2 separate regions of the Rattus norvegicus genome follow, and region 1 is linked to region 2. Evidence: chromatin contacts called from public Hi-C data. All regions are on one chromosome and are shown on one strand. The core of a region is the stretch at or near the end of the contact, and the rest is flanking DNA. Distances in the headings are between cores, read along the strand shown. Region 1 overlaps Ccdc126 (coiled-coil domain containing 126). Region 2 holds the start of Tra2a (transformer 2 alpha).

Region 1 (4,696 bases), core at 330-2,829, 74 kb before region 2:
AGGCAGGTGAGGGACTAGTGAAGGCAGAGAAGGGGAGCCTCATAAGCAAGTGACCCGCACAAGCCAGACCCTGACACTGCAGTGGGGAGAGGGGTGGGGAGCCAGCACACAGCGGGGCCTGCTCTGACCTAAGTTTTTCTTACAGGCTCAGCCTCTGGCTCCATGCTGAGGACAAGGGCAGAGGCTTTGGACTTTGCATTCTTGTTTGTCTGCAGGTGCTACTGCCTGGCCAGCACGAACCGTGAAGCAATGACTGGCAAACACTCCGTATGCGTGAGAAGTAAACACCAGACCCACGAAGGATATGACATCCTCACCTGTGCTCCACAGAGAGAGAAAAACATCTAACACTGAGACCGTGACAGTGGGCCCCCCACCTGGGGTACAACCATCCCAGTGTATCCAGAGAGGACAGATGGAGAGGGTGGTTCTGATGCTTTGATCGGGTATCTGACACAGGATCCCAACTGGATCCTGATCTATCAATAAAGATGCCAGTAGCCAGCGGCTGAGTGCAGAGCAGGACACTGACAGGATGCAGAGAGAAGATCAGTGACCTCTGGCCACTTCCCTGACTGGGCCTGGGATATCAGGGAAAGGATTGGGAGTGTCCAGTCATTGAGTTAGCTAAGGCATTTTAAGAAAAACTGGTGTGTGTGTGTGTGTGTGTGTGTGTGTGTGTGTGTGTGTGTGTGTGCGTGCGTGCGTGCGTGTGTGTGTGTGTGTGTGTGTGTTTTCTATTTGAGGATCAGAGATAGGTTCTGGGCAGGTACACACCTGTGACCAGCCGGGAACACAGAGCAGTTTAGACAAAACTCCTGCAACAGACAGAGAACCCCAAACTATCCACAGCAATTAGTTCAGCAGGACTCCTCCACTGCTTCATGAGCCCTAATCAAACTCCACCCACCCATCGAGACCCCGTCCTGAGCCTGGACTGGATGGTCCAGTCCTACGGTCCTGGCCTCGGCCTCTCAGCTCCTTCTTCAGCTCTGCCTCAGCAGGTTTCTCGCAGGTCCTCTCACAGAGATGCTCAGAGCCTGTCTAATTTCCAGGAACTAGTTTCTATGCGCTGTCACCTCAGTCTCAGTGAGGCCTGTCTGAACTCTGTGTCACCCACCTTTGGTAGCTGTTCTGAAACCTACACACAGTTGTGAAGGGAGATGTGTCATCTGAGGGCAGGCAAGGTGGCTTGTGGGTAAAACTCCTGCCATAAAAGCCTGAGAGCATGAGTTCAATCCCCAGCATCCACATTAGGAGAAAACAGACTCCTAAACCTTTTCTCTGCCTTGCATGCACACACACACACACACACACACCCACAGTCCCAAACACGGTGATACACACAGCATACAATACACATACACACAATAATAAACTAATTTTTTAAAATATGTGATCTGAGTGTTATTCACAATTAAGATTGGAATAAAAGACCTCACTGTTGTCAGGACAGCTGGAACCATCTGGAAAACTGCGTCAATAAAACCAACAAAACTTGTGAATTTACCCTCGCTGTGTAAATTCTGACCTTGTGGAAAGACACACTGTGTCTATTGCTGACGCGGCACACTCCAGAGACCTGGCCGCGGCCCCAGGCCTGCGCCTAGTTCTAATTTTAATTTCTTCCAGAAAGACTCTTAACCTCTGTGGAAGGTGGAAGGACATTAGTACAGATTTCCTAGCTAGGAACAAAAACAAAGAAAAAAGAAAAGGAAAAGAAAAAAAAAAAAAGGCTTGTTCTCTCCTGACTCGCCCTTCATGTTTCTCAGAGGCTTTGCACAGACATTAGGGACTCAATCCTGGCAATTGATACACAGCAGCCGACTAAGTTGGTAATTGTGCTATTATCAGAAAACGTGTGAGACAGACACACACCTCTATGAATATTATTAATATCAGCAAATTACATTATAATTCAATGGGAAGTTCCCAATTTTATGTGAAATTTAAAATTTTTCAGAAAGAAATGGTGGGAAATGGTGGATAATGCTGATTAAAAGATAAACGGGAACTGCAGTGACAGACCCAGGGTTAAGAATGCTGGTTGAGGGGCTGGAGAGGTGGCTCAGCGGTTAAGAGCACTGACTGCTCTTCCAGAGGTCCTGAGTTCAATTCCCAGCAACCACATGGTGGCTCACAGCCATCTGTAATCAAGTCTTGTGCCCTCTTCTGGCCTGCAAGCATACATGCAGGCAGAAAGCTGTATGATGTACACATAATAAATAAACAAATGTTTAAAAAAAAAAAAAAAAGAATGCTGGTTGACCTTCCAGAGGACCTTGAGGTCAGTTTCCAGCACGCATTACCAGGTGGCTCACGGCAACCTAAACTCCAAATAAACCCTTTCCTCCCCAAATGGCTTTTGCCATGGTGTTTTGTTGCAGCAATAGAAACCCTAGACTATGAAACAAACCCTCATCTCAAAAGACTGAAGGTACGGGGCTGGGGGAAGGTGCGATGTCAGCAGCCACCTGTCCTCGGCCTTCACTTACTGTGAGACAGAGTCTCACACTGTACCGAGCTACAATTTGCCAATCCAGTCAGACTAGCTGGCCCACGGGCCCCAGGGATCCCATCTCCACCATCCTAATGCTGGGGCTACACCATGCCTGGCCTTTTCTCTCTAACGTGAAAACCATAAATGGGACATCTGTATCCACTCCTCCAAGGCTCAGGAAATAGTGCTGAAGACAAGGGCAGAAAGAATGTAGGAGCAGCCTTGGGATGGCATGCTACTGCACTCTTGAGCGCACAGCCATTGTGACATAGCTGTGGGTAAGGCCTTTTCTCAAGAGGCAGCGTAAACATCTCTGCTGAAAGAAAAGGGCGGCTTGAACATAAGCAAACGAACACTCAACCAACAAACTTACTACAGAAGCTCAATCCCAGTGCACTCAGGCTGCAGGAAAACACTGAGTTCAAGGTCAGCCTAATTTATAAACCAAAAACCTGTCTTACAAGCAAACTTAGTTGGACACAAGCCCAGTTAATAAGGTGTTACCCATCTAGCATGCACAAAACCCTAAGTTTGACAACACATAAGCCAAGAGTCGAGGCACAGGCCTGTAATCCAGTACCAGGTAGATAAAGGAAGATGAGAAGTTCAAGGCCATGTTCAACTACAAGGTAAGTTCAAGGTCAACCTGAGACTCTGCCTAAAAATAAATAATTAAATAAATAAAACAGCCTATGGTTATACCTTGGTTTAGAGTGTGTAGTGGTTTAAATAGGAAAGCCCCAAGGACTCATGTGAGGGAATGTGTGGCCCATAGGGAGAGGCACTGTTAGGAGGTGTGGCCTTGTTGGAATGGGTGTGGCCTTGTTGGAGGAAGTGTGTCATTGTGGGGATGGGCTTTGAGGCAGTATTAGCTCAAATCTGACCAGTGTGTCTCAGTCTCCTGCTGCCTACAGATGTAGGACTCTCAGCTCTTTCTCCAGCACCATGTCCACCTGAACATTGCCATGCTTCCTGCCATGATAATGGACTGAACCTCTGAAACTGTAAGCCAGACCCAATTAACTTTTCCTTTATAAGAGTTGATGCCTCTTCACAGCAATGAAACCCTAATTAAGACAGTGTGCTAGCCTAGCATTATGTGAAGGCCCTGGATTTGATTCCCAGCACTGAACGAACAGGCTTCATTCAGACTTCCTAGCCTCCCATCTCATCTAAAAGGAAGAGAAAAGACTGGCAGCATAGAGCTTGGAACAAGCCAGATGTGGTCCATGCCTTTAATCCCAGGAATGGGGAGGTGGAGGCAGGTGGATCTCTGTGAGTTCATGGACAGCTTGGTCTACATGGTGAGTTTCAGGGCAGCCAGAGCTGCATACAGACACCGTCTCACAAAATGAAACAGAAAACTTAAAACAACAGGACTCTGAGCTATGAAAGAGAGAGCTGCAGTAAGCAGTGTGGTAACTATAGGTAAGTCCTGGTTCTTGGGACTTAATAGATGTGTCCATTTGATGTTTTTATATTAAGAAGTCAAAAGAATTAAAAATCTAAATGTATAAGCAAATATAAAACAATAGTACTGTTACATACTCATTTGTAAATGCATATATCTTATGCATATATATTTTAAAGAGATGAATGTCACAACTTCTATAATGTATTTAAAATACAATGAATTTTGTGGAAATATTAATAACGTAATTCTGGGTGAGGAATATATAAGTACTGTATTTCTACTTCCCATTTATTCACCTGTAATTTTTTTATAAATCAATTTATAAAGCGCACCCATGGCTGCTGAGGTCCCCTCCTGTGAGTGCCTTTACACAGGAATGAGCTGGGAGGGAGAGGACAGGAGACATCTAGGGCTCTTACCATAGCCTGCCATGGACGCACCCCCGTCCACGTCCGCCGTGCTCCTGCTCTCCTCTGCCAGAGCTTTCACGTATCTCTTGCTTAAATCCAGGATCTGCTCTCGAAGCTTGACGCTGCTCTGCCGCTGCGGCTGTTGCAAAGTGTAGTGAAGGAGCATCAGCCCCCAGATGAGTCCAAACACCAGCAACAGGAAGCTCAGCTTCTGGGACATGTTTTTTCTTGAGATTGTACGGAACATGTCTGATGAAGGACGCAAACAGACCTGATCGAGGAGCAGTAACGGGAAACAAGATGACACCAAATGATGGAGTCTCTTGGGAGGAGAGAGGAGGAGCAGCCGTCTACTGCTGTCTGCCCATCTTC
Region 2 (4,799 bases), core at 440-2,939:
CTTAATCATTAAGCTATCTCTTCAGCTCTGAAACCTATTTTCTACATTAACTAAAACTTTTCATTTGTTGCTGTTCTGAGGCATAATCTCACTTATGATGCTTAGGATTTATCCTGAAGCCCAAGCTGGACTCAAACTTGTAGCAATTCTCTTCCATCTTCCTTGAAAGTACGGGCTAGATAGAAAAAGAGAGAGAGAAGCAAGGCTTTGCACCTCAGGCACACCCTCCACCACTGAGCTGCGTCCGCAGGCAGTCCTCAGATTGTTTCTTAAAGGTGAAGCAGGGCAATGTCATGAGTGAATAAATGGGAGTTGCACATACCAATTTCAATGCGTCTTATTATCCCAATCTTGTGTGCAAGAGAGGATGAGATGTCACATCCCTGTAACCCAAGCACATGACAGGCTGATGCAGGAATGGTCATGCATTCAACTCCATCCTGGAGGACTCCTTTCAAAACAAAATAAAACCCACGTTGCTGTAGGGGAGTTAAATAAGAAGCACACTATAGTAAGTCAGGAATGTGCAGCTTTAAATGCACTTGCAAAATAACACCATATCTTAATTTACATGATATTACATGAATAGAAGGGTATTTAGCAATGAGCTCTGTGAAAGAGGAAGAAAATTGATTTGTAACATTTGCCGACGCTCACAACATAAATCTTTCTGTTGTGGCTGAGTCCAAATCATTAAGAGTTTAATAACTAGCTCTCTGAAATGTCTGATAGGTTCTCTTTTTATATTCCAGGCTGGCCTTGAACTCCCAATAATTCTTCCTTCTAGACTCCTGAGTGGTGGGATCACAGACACAGATCATCATACCCAACAAATTACACCTATTTCAGGTCTTGATGAATTATTTGTGCTGGTGTTGCTTATTTTTCTTGGGCAAGAAGTATGGATACTAATGTTGCCAAACAATGTATTTCCCCAATTTATTTTTATTTATTTACATGTTTTACAGTGTTGAGGACTAAATCCAGGGCCTAGTACATGTTAGATGTGCTGGATAATTTGGCACAGATAAAGTCACCTGAGAGGAGGGAACTTCAATTAAAATGCCTCCAGCTGGGCGGTGATGGGAGTTCATGCCTTGATTCCCTGCACTCGGGAGATCTCTACAGAGTTTCAGGGCAGCCTGGTCTACAGAGGGAGTTCCAGGACAGCCAGGGTTACACGGAAACCCTGACTTGAGGTTAGAAGCCGAGAAGAGCAAGAAACTCACAGCTTTTCAGTATAACCCCATCTGTACGTATATTATTGTTTCAAGTTTAAAAGGGCAAATAATGGAAATGAGGAAAGCTCAGCTGGAAAACTGGGGTTTGGTTGGGTTTGTTTGTTTGTTTTGGTTGGTTGGGGTTTTTGTTATTTTTGTTTTGCTATGCAAGCAAGACCTGAATTCCATACCCAGAAAGAGCAAAACAGAAAGAACAGAAAAGAAAAAAAAAACCTCAAAAACAAAAGCCCACAGTTGCCTGGCCAGGCGGTGATGCTCGCCTTTAATTCCAGCGCCCTGAGGATAAACAGACCAAAAACCAAATTGCAGGCTCTTGAAACCCGCCAATCTCCCTCGCGAGGCCAAGCGAACACAAAGCCTCCCGGGGAGGAGGCGGAGTTCGTGACGCCATCGCGGATCCGCCCCCTGACGTCAGGCGCCGGGGACACCAGGAGGTTTCTGGCGGTACCGGCGCCATTTTGCCCGAGCGTGCGAGCTAGTGGGAGTGGAACGCACCGGCCGTTGTAGCCGTCGCCTTCTTCCTCCCCACAGTCAAACAGCGCGGTGACTAGGCCGTCGGCCCTCGAGCCGAGACATATCTCTTGTTTAGTGCTCGGGAGCGCCTGGCCAACATGAGTGATGTAGAGGAGAACAACTTCGAGGGCAGAGTGAGTACAAAGCCGCGGGAGCCGTCTTCGGCGGCGGCCCGATGCTCCGGGGCTCAGGGACGAGCGCGGTCGGTCGGGCGAGGTTGCGGGGCCCGCAGGAGCAGCCTTGAGGGCCACCGCGAGCGCGTCACGTCCCAAGATGGCTTCGAGGTCCCCCTGCCTGCCCAGATGCCCCACTAACCCGCAGCGCTCCTTTCTGGCGGCTGACTGGTACCTGGCCTGGTCCTATCCTCTCCTGTCGCTCCCTTTCCTCTCAGCTTCCCATCTCTGCTCCGAGGTGCGGGTCCCCTGCGCGGTGGGGCAGGAGGCGGCGGGGCGCTCCCTCCGGCCGGATAGTGGTAGGTGCTTCCATCGGTGGCATCTCAGGCCACCACCCCTCCGGCCATCGCAGCGGGGTCCCGGGGTCGGAAGTGCGCGGGGCTGTTGTCGGGGCGGGGAATTGCTGGCGCGGGACTAGCTGGGGCCTGTGTCTCCTTGGCTGGCTCTCTGTTGCAGTGAGCGGCCGCGTCTCCGTCGGAACCGGCGGCGTCGCGTCTGTAAAGGCGAAAGCCTTGAGGTTGAAGGTGGGACCGAGCCCAGTGAAGTGGTTAGTCAACTACGCAAGAGCCTTTTCCCTTAATGTCCTCTAACCTTTCGCTTCTAAATGAATGTGGAAATGCAGTAACGCCTGTTTTTTTTAGCTGCTAGATGTTGGGCTCTTTATGTCTCAACTTCTAAAAGCTTTCTTTCCTGTGACCATTCATCTGAAAACTCCTTTACAGGTTTTTATGGCTAAACTGCCAAGACATCTTACTTTAAACCTTACATAACTGAACGAATTTCTTGTCTCAGTGTTCAAAAAAATAACTAATCAGTATTAACTCAAAAGATTACCTGAGATTTACAGACCCTCCCCCGTTTTTCTCACCCGTTCCCCAAGAAAAGGCTCAAGGTTTTCATTATTTGAGGTCTTGTGGCTATAAACAGTATACTCAGCTTGCGTATATTAGAAGTTACCGGTTTTTTGAGTTTTTTTTTTTTTTTTTTTTTTGGTTCTTTTTTTTTGGAGCTGGGGACCGAACCCAGGGCCTTGCGCTTCCTAAGCAAGCGCTCTACCACTGAGCTAAATCCCCAACCCCCGGTTTTTTGAGTTTTATCCCGAAGTTACCCTAGTATTGGAAATTAATGGAAGTGAGCCCTGGTAAAACCATGGAAGGAAAAGGGAAACAAAAGTCCCTTGGTACTTACTGGAGGTCCAGCTGTTGTGCTGGTAGTCTAGTGGAGGAGGGGCGGGTGGAAAAAAACCACTGGAGGAGTTTGCTGGAAGGAAAGAATTTGTCCCTTTTGGAAGCTCAGGATTTAGCCACCTGTAGTCTGTCAGTCAAGTCGTACAGTCAGTTAGGTTTTTGATCTTTTTTATTTAATGCACTAGGACAAGATTCTAACTCCGTTTAACTTTGATTGGATTATTTGAATGAAATTTGCATGCAATGTAGTTGAACCTGCCTATTGTTTTTAGGGTTGTTTTGTTGTACTAACAAGGTTTTTTTTTTGTTTTGTTTTTTTTGTTTGTTTGTTTGTTTGTGTTTTTTTTTGAGCTGGGGACCGAACCCAGAGCCTTGCGCTTCCTAGGTAAGCGCTCTACCACTGAGCTAAATCCCCAGCCCCGTACTAACAAGTTTTTAAGACCATGAAGTAAAATAAATATTTGCAGGTAGTTGTATTACTTGTGAAACTATTAGTAATTAGGAAAGGATATTTCGGTTTGTTTTGGTTTGGTTGGTTGTTGGTTGGTTAGTTTTTGTTCCTGGTTTGGTTTGTGGGCTTTGCATCAGTGTTTGATTGCTCTGCTTCTCTAATTTGTACTCTGGTGGAAGGAGTAGTGGATAATCACCACCTTACCCACCCCAAAATATTTAAGATTCCTATTCACTTTTTAGTTAAAATGTATTTATTAACCTAGTTAACAGATAGGAACTTTTCTAGCTCCCCTCTTCTGCCATTCATGGTAACAAAAAAATTTTTTTTTGAACTTTTTACAGCAGTATCAGTGGTTCAGTGAGTTGTCTCACCAGCACATTCAGGGTCAGCTCTTTATGATGCAACAGATATTTTGCTTCGTATTCTTAAATTGTAATTGAACAGACTTGTAATTACATAAAGAATTAGAAGACTAGAGGCTTTTGGGAATGTTCACCTTGATTTTTGTTGAACTTTGTGGGAGTGGAACACTCAGGCCTTTTGCGTGCCAGGCAAGTGCTCTACAATCCTTTTCTTTTTTTTTTTTTTTTTTTTGGTTCTTTTTTTCGGAGCTGGGGACGGAACCCAGGGCCTTGCGCTTCCTAGGTAAGCGCTCTACCACTGAGCTAAATCCCCAGCCCCTACAATCCTTTTCTTAAAGCAGCTCAGTATTTAAATGTAGTTGTTGTTTGGTGGGTTTTTTGTTTGGGTGGAGGGTTGTATGCTTGTTTTTCCCTGCTGACCATAAATGCTATGCCCCCTTTTCATTGCCCGGGAAGATGTCTGAGGGCAACAAGATAAACAAGGTGTTTGAATGATATGTTGTTGAAATTATTTTTGTGGTAGTTAGTCTTCAAACTCTTCTCATTACAGTAAATTAGGAAGGCATTGACAGGTCAGTAGTCAAATGTTGGGCTTATGGAGTAGTTTTAACAGATTACTAATGTACAGATTTTTAGTTCTTTCCCTTCTGTAGGGATTTATTGAGAAGACTGCAGTAAATGACTGCACTGTATCTTCAGGTGTGACAGGGAGCATGTTAATCCCACCTCAGTAAAAGTGTTCAAAATTAGGTGGAGGCGTCCTAGATGGACCAACACTGAAGATAAAATACAACATTTTGGAGTTCAAACTCTTTTGGGTGCATTTTAGAAATAACCACTCAGGTGGTGCTGCTGGTGCACACCTAACA

What was found. Hi-C and Micro-C count contacts between places; a contact is called where the count stands out from the background.
Region 1: a contact with region 2 is called in a Hi-C map of liver, with 2.8 times the contacts expected there. The contact joins the enhancer-like site here to the promoter of Tra2a in region 2. A contact is called at or near these places in 5 of 12 Hi-C or Micro-C datasets (hepatocytes, kidney and liver).

The regions. Positions count from the first base shown.
Region 1 is chr4:79,641,829-79,646,524 of GRCr8, reverse strand. It overlaps Ccdc126 (coiled-coil domain containing 126), which reads right to left. Exons shown (of 3, transcript NM_001109232.2): 2 at 4,334-4,696. The coding sequence starts at 4,571. Among named protein-coding and RNA genes, the nearest start is that of Ccdc126, 16 kb to the right of the region's middle. Within about 2 kb of position 1,579, at least 6 of the 93 cell types and tissues checked have an H3K27ac peak or open chromatin away from gene starts, as enhancers often do. A contact at or near this core is called in liver, where this site is marked.
Region 2 is chr4:79,567,474-79,572,272 of GRCr8, reverse strand. It overlaps Tra2a (transformer 2 alpha), which reads left to right and starts at 1,689. Exons shown (of 8, transcript NM_001126296.2): 1 at 1,689-1,888. The coding sequence starts at 1,853.